Linked DNA regions of Sus scrofa: region 1 is linked to region 2. A link is a contact called in public HiChIP or PLAC-seq data. All regions are on one chromosome and are shown on one strand. The core of a region is the stretch at or near the end of the contact, and the rest is flanking DNA. Distances in the headings are between cores, read along the strand shown.

Region 1 (3,041 bases), core at 54-2,553, 82 kb before region 2:
GCGCAGAGCCAGCACTGCCCGGGCCTGTCTCCCAGGCTCTGTGGGGTTGCATCCACCCTGTCTGACTCCTGGATGCCCTCATGCCTTAGGAGCTGAAGCCTAAGAGCTTGGATGTGCGTCAGGAGGAGCTTGGGGCTATGGTGGACAAGGAGATGGCGGCCACGTCTGCGGCTATCGAAGATGCCGTTCGGAGGATAGAGGTGAGGACCAGGGTGCTTGAGGTCTGGGGGTTGGCTGGATGCAGGCTGCACCTGCCTCAGCACTTGGCCTCCATGTGAGGGACGAAGAGAGGCTAGGAGGTCAGAGCTGGGAGGGGTGGTTGGGGCCCTGGCTTTCCCGTCCTGTCTTGCCCTTCCTCCCACCCCCCACTCCCCACCCAGGGGCTGATAGGGAGGCTGGTCCAATGCGGGTATCCCACTTCCTCCCAAGCTGCCCTCCTCCCAGCCCACTCAAAGTTCTGTCATTGGGTGTAGGACATGATGAACCAGGCCCGCCATGCCAGCTCTGGGGTGAAGCTGGAGGTGAATGAGAGGTGAGCCCCATGTTTGCTTCCCAGTCCCCTTAGGGAGGGTCCCCACAGCTTTCCTGTGTCCGTGGCGGGTTCTGCCCTCTCAGCGGCTGCACACCCTGCCCCGTGGACCCACTTGAGGAGCACCAGGCCCCTTATGCCCTGCTCAGTGGCTTCTGGGGCCGCATTATAATTCCTTCTTTTTGTCTTCTCCGCTCCTCCTGCTCCCCCCAGGATCCTCAATTCCTGCACAGACTTGATGAAGGTGAGTGGCTGGGACCCAGGATGGGCCCTGTACCTGGCAGGGCCGCCTGAGAGTGATGTGTTTGATTTTGGCAGGCCATCCGGCTCCTGGTAACAACGTCCACCAGCCTGCAGAAGGAGATTGTGGAGAGCGGCAGGGTGAGCTGGGTGTTGGCCTGATGCGGTGTCCTTGGCTGGGTCAGGTGGGACCCCTCCCTAATGGGCAAGCCACACAGCGGGGCCACCAAGGGACAGATTCCTGAAAGGGGCCTGACCCCAGAGCCCTCTTCATCCAAGACCACACCACCCTGTGGCTTAAGCTGACACTGGGGCTCCTTTTGGGCACAAGATGCCGGAAGCGTGCAGAATGGTGGCAGGCACTCCCAATGTGTGCAGCACACCTGGAAACCCCAGCTGAACACACCACCTTCCTACCCTACTCCACCAAAGGCCCAGGAATTTGCCCAGTGGCTGTTGCCACCCTATGATGTCCTTGACTGGTTCGCCCTGCCTTCTTGTTGCCACTAGGGGGCAGCCACGCAGCAGGAATTTTATGCCAAGAACTCAAGGTGGACGGAAGGTCTCATCTCTGCCTCCAAGGCCGTGGGCTGGGGAGCCACGCAGCTGGTGTATGTCGCCCCAGGTGGGGGTGGGGGGCAGGGTGTGTGGTGTTCAGGGTCTGGGGAGGGAGTGTGGGAGCGGCCCAGCTGCCCAGGGGTCAAGGATCCAGCCCCTGCCTGATTCCACCCACAGGGAGTCAGCCGACAAGGTGGTGCTTCACACGGGCAAGTACGAGGAGCTCATCGTCTGCTCCCACGAGATCGCGGCCAGCACAGCCCAGCTGGTGGCGGCCTCCAAGGTGAGGCTCTGGGCTCAGCCTGGCCTCTCACTGTGGGTTCCTCAGCTCCCCGGCTGTGAGGCACCACGGGGTGGGGGTGTGAGCCTGGTGGCCCACCCTGACCTGCCCCCCGGCTCCCCAGGTGAAGGCTGACAAGCACAGCCCCCACCTGAGTCGCCTGCAGGAGTGCTCACGCACCGTCAACGAGATGGCTGCCAACGTGGTGGCCTCCACCAAGTCAGGCCAGGAACAGATTGAGGACAGAGGTGAGTGCCAGGCCTTGGTGTGGGGTGGGCACGGGGGTGGGGGTGGGCGCCCAGACACTTATCCAGCCCCCTCTGGCCACAGACACCATGGACTTTTCTGGCCTCTCCCTCATCAAGCTGAAGAAGCAGGAGATGGAGACCCAGGTAGGCCCCGCCCCCTCCCACCCTCACACCTGTCCCTCTCCCGTGGCTGAGCTACGAGAAGGGGACCTGCTGAGTGCCTGTGCCGGACTGCAGGTGCGGGTCCTGGAGCTGGAGAAAACCCTGGAGGTGGAGCGGGTGCGGCTGGGAGAGCTGCGGAAGCAGCATTACATGCTGGCCGGGGCTGTGGGGACGCCCAACGAAGAGGAGCCCAGCAGGCCCAGCGCCGCCCCCCACAGTGGGACCTCCAAGAAGCCACCCCTGGCCCAGAAGCCCAGCGTGACCCCCAAACAGGACCACCAGGTGCCAGGCATCAGTGCTGGGAGGGGGTGAAAAGAGGGGCCCCTTGGGGTGCTGTCCTGGCCTCTGCTCCCATGTCTGCGGGGCACCAGGCCTTGGGGAAGGTCAGAAACCACTGACCCGCAGGAGCAGACACGCCCCATCAACATGGGGTGCTTGGCAGGTGCCGAGGAGAAGCAGGGGGTACTGGGGCCTCGACCAGGGTATGTCATGTACTCCTGGCTGCGGCCACTGAGCCCCCCTACCTTTGACTCCTGCAGCTCGACAAAAAAGATGGCATCTACTCTGCTCAACTCGTGAACTACTAGGCCCCCAAGGGGTCGAGCGAGGAGGCTGACAGGCAGGCCTGGGCCTTGTGGCCGAGGAGCCTCTGAGAGGCCCAGCCCCCTGCCTCACAGCCTGGATCAGTGTCCTGGAGCTGCCCAGCCCCCGCCGAGCCCAAGGGTTCAGGGCAGACTGGAGCAGTTCCGGACGAGAGCCTATTTATCTGCAGCAGAACTTGTGAGAGCAGCCAGGACCCAGCAGGCCTGAGCCACAGCTCTTTGGGAAATACACAGCGGTTTTAATATTTTGAGTTAGATCTTTTATGAGTTTGTGCTCAGCACACTGGAAAGCAGGGCCCTTGGCTGGGGGTTTGGGCAGCGTCTCCCCTACCCTTTGAATATGAATAGAAAGAAGACGGTCTATGCTGACTGTTGGGACAAGGGTAAGACATCCCCTGTCCATGGCCTTCTTGGGGCACAGG
Region 2 (2,894 bases), core at 193-2,692:
TGGATGCTAGTCAGGCTCATTAACCACTGAGCCACAACAGGAAACCCACTGCACCAGGCAGGGGATCGAACCCACGCCTTCACAGTGTCCTGAGCCACTGCAGTTGGATTTTTAACCCACTGTCCCACAGCGGGAACTCCACAAAGACCTACTTAAAATCGCAACGAGCCCAATGCTCCCCACCTCTCTCTTCATTCTTCTCCTGAGCACTTACCATCTTTTACTGTATTTTCATTATTATTGTTATTTGCTGTCTGTCTTTTATTAGAACACAAGCTCTCTGTGGGTAGTAGTCCTATCTGTTTCATGATATATCCCAGGGCCTTGGACATAGTAGATGCTCAATAAGTATTTACTGAATGAATAGACATGTGAATGAATGCAAATGCAGCCTCCAGATATGTGGTGGCCCCCTGATCCCCTCCTAAGTGGTCCCTGGTGGCTCCCTGAGCCCCTCCTAAGGGGTCTAGGAGTCTCTCGGAGCTGCCAGTGCTCACAGACCCCAGCAAGGACCAGGCGGGGCCTACCTTGTAATACTTGCCGTAGATGTCAGACACCATCATGATGATGGGAAAGCCCATGAAGGTGACCAAGGAGAGCTGCCACGAGAGGCTGAACATGAAGACCACCACGCCCGTGACCTTGACCGTGTTCCGCAGGAAGATGTTGATATTCTGGGAGACCAGGTCGCTAACCATTGTGGTGTCCGAGGTGAGGCGGGAGATGAGGTCCCCTGGAACACAGGCAGCTCAGCTCCCGCTACAGCAACGGGGCCACTATAGGCTGGGGCTGGGGACACTGGAGAGCTCAGACCTTCCTCACCTTCTGGGCGGGGTGTGGGGGGGGTGGAAGAAGAAGAGCAGATGCCCCTTGAGGGCTGCTCCAAGCCCAGCTCTTGTCACCAGCATCTTGTTTCAGCCTCAGCACCTCCCACAGCAGAGAGGAAGCAGCTGGGGCTCAGAAAGGGGAAGACGCCTCCTCAGGGCCACACAGCGTGTCCGTGACTGACCCACGACTCCTCCCTGTCAGTGCCAGAGGGGTAACTTCCCTCTTCCCTCACAGAGAAATAACAATCTGGGCTGCAGGGAGCAGAAAGGAGCAGGCGGTCTCTCACCGACTGCTGGATGCTAGGCTAAGACCCTCCCAACAACTCAATGATGTAGCTCCCTGTGGCACATGGAAGGTCCCAGGCTGAATCGCAGCTGCAGATGCTGGCCTATGCCACAGCCACAGCCACACTGGATCTTTAACCCATTGACTGGGGCCAGGGATCAAACCTGCATCCACATAGATACTAGTTGGGTTCTTAACCCACGGAGCCACAGTGGGAACTCCCATGGCTCCCATGTTAGAGGAGAAAACGGAGGCTCAGAAGGGTGAAGGAAGTGACCAGGCTAGCATCCAGGCTGGCCTGCCTCAGAGCCTGGATCTCAGCCAGATGCTGTGATGTCTTTCCTGCTTCGCCCTGCACGGCCACCCTGCTCACCCCCATAGGCACTGAGCCTCTCAGGCCACAGGCTGGGGTAGTCCTGGCCTTTGTGGTTCCCACAAGGCAGTGGAAGGTGAGGCCTTGGCTGCTTCAGGGACGTCGGGTGACCTGGTCAGGATCCTCATAGTGGCTGCAGCTCAGTAGGCCAACTCCCCAAGGATCAGGCAGGACCAGAGGCCCAAGCCAGCCTCTCCAGGGGTTCCCAGCCTGAACTGGATGGCAGGAAAAGTCAGCAGGACTGAGAGCACCGATGTCCCCATTTAAATCCTCAGCGAGGGCAAGCCCACCTGGCTGGGCCTGGCCCCAGGTCACCCCAGGCCCTGGGAGGACCCACCTGTGCGATTCTCATCAAAGAAGCTTGTTTCCTGAGACACCAGCGAGCGGAAGAGACGGTTGCGAAGGCGAATGTTCAGTCTGGCAAATATGAGGGTAAAAATGCCGCCCCGAATACCTGCGGCAAATGAGCTAATTGCAGATAAGAGATGTTATGTATAGCTCGACGTCCTTCCGACAGCCAACCTCCACCCCTGCCGCCCCTCCCGCTGCTGAGGGCCCTCGCGGGGCAGAGACCAGCGGGACCCCAACCTCGAGCCCACTCTCCAGGGCTGGCACCACTGCGGGGTCTCCCTGTTCCCAACAGGAGCCCCCAAGGTGAGGGCACAGAGGGGACTGAGTTTACTGCGGGCGAGGGACCCAGCTTTGCCATCCAGACCCCTCTCCTTCCAGAACAGCGTAGACAAGGCTGGCCCTTGTTTCCTGCTTGGAAAACAGCCCAAGGGGTGGGCGGTGTGAAAGGGGAACCCCGAAAACAGAAGCCATTCTTCGGGACAAGAGGGTATGGTTCAATCAGATGGATGGGACTAAGCCAGTTGGGTTGTTGGTCACCATAGGGAGAAGCGGAGGGGCGGGACCCTTGGGGACATTTCTTGGGCCTCCCCAGCCCAATTTCCTCCCAGGGGCTGGTCCTGACCTCCCTCCCTCCCTCCTGCAGGCGTGGGGTGGAGAGCCAGCTACCTGCCGATGGCCAGTGCACACATGACAATGACCGCCGTGCTGAACTGCTCCATGCTCTTCTGGATGACGATGCCGTCGATGGCCCGGCCGGTGTAGTAGGGGAGGAAGGTCTCTCCTGCCGGCAGACGGGTGGGCTCAGGGGGTGCCTGCAGCCAGGGGTGCCTGGGTCCTTCCTCCTGAGCCCCTGGAAGCTCCCACACTGCTTACCCCACCCATGGGGTTTCCTCTCTTGGCAAAGTCCCACTTCTCAGCATGGCAGGAGGCTGGGGAGGGGCCCCACTGTCTAATGGCCCTTTTCAGAGAACAGGAACGCAGGAACAGGGGTTATCCAATCTTTATAGAGTACGTTGTGTTATGAGTAACAATGGCTACAGGGATGGAGCACACAGAG

Evidence for each region. HiChIP or PLAC-seq counts read pairs in DNA pulled down with a chosen protein or histone mark.
Region 1: a contact with region 2 is called in an H3K27ac HiChIP or PLAC-seq map of alveolar macrophages, with 14 times the contacts expected there. The contact joins two enhancer-like sites. A contact is called at or near these places in 3 of 5 promoter capture datasets (fetal liver, fetal skeletal muscle and liver), 31 of 47 Hi-C or Micro-C datasets (adipocytes, alveolar macrophages, blood and 16 more) and 2 of 2 datasets of contacts at active chromatin or transcription factors (alveolar macrophages and skeletal muscle).

Annotation. Positions count from the first base shown.
Region 1 is chr14:29,997,018-30,000,058 of Sscrofa11.1, reverse strand. HIP1R (huntingtin-interacting protein 1-related protein) reads left to right here. Exons shown (of 32, transcript XM_001925823.6): 23 at 90-200; 24 at 474-532; 25 at 743-773; 26 at 848-910; 27 at 1,280-1,380; 28 at 1,505-1,610; 29 at 1,732-1,855; 30 at 1,938-1,999; 31 at 2,093-2,299; 32 at 2,557-3,041. The coding sequence ends at 2,604. Among named protein-coding and RNA genes, the nearest start is that of HIP1R, 26 kb to the left of the region's middle. Within about 2 kb of position 1,303, at least 15 of the 83 cell types and tissues checked have an H3K27ac peak or open chromatin away from gene starts, as enhancers often do. A contact at or near this core is called in alveolar macrophages and retroperitoneal adipose tissue, where this site is marked.
Region 2 is chr14:29,915,394-29,918,287 of Sscrofa11.1, reverse strand. ABCB9 (ATP-binding cassette sub-family B member 9) reads right to left here. Exons shown (of 14, transcript XM_021074072.1): 4 at 2,504-2,618; 5 at 1,824-1,954; 6 at 823-825; 7 at 528-733. It overlaps LOC106505925 (a long non-coding RNA gene), which reads left to right. Exons shown (of 4, transcript XR_002338921.1): 3 at 547-711; 4 at 2,216-2,473. Among named protein-coding and RNA genes, the nearest start is that of ABCB9, 21 kb to the right of the region's middle. Within about 2 kb of position 1,442, at least 15 of the 83 cell types and tissues checked have an H3K27ac peak or open chromatin away from gene starts, as enhancers often do. A contact at or near this core is called in alveolar macrophages and retroperitoneal adipose tissue, where this site is marked.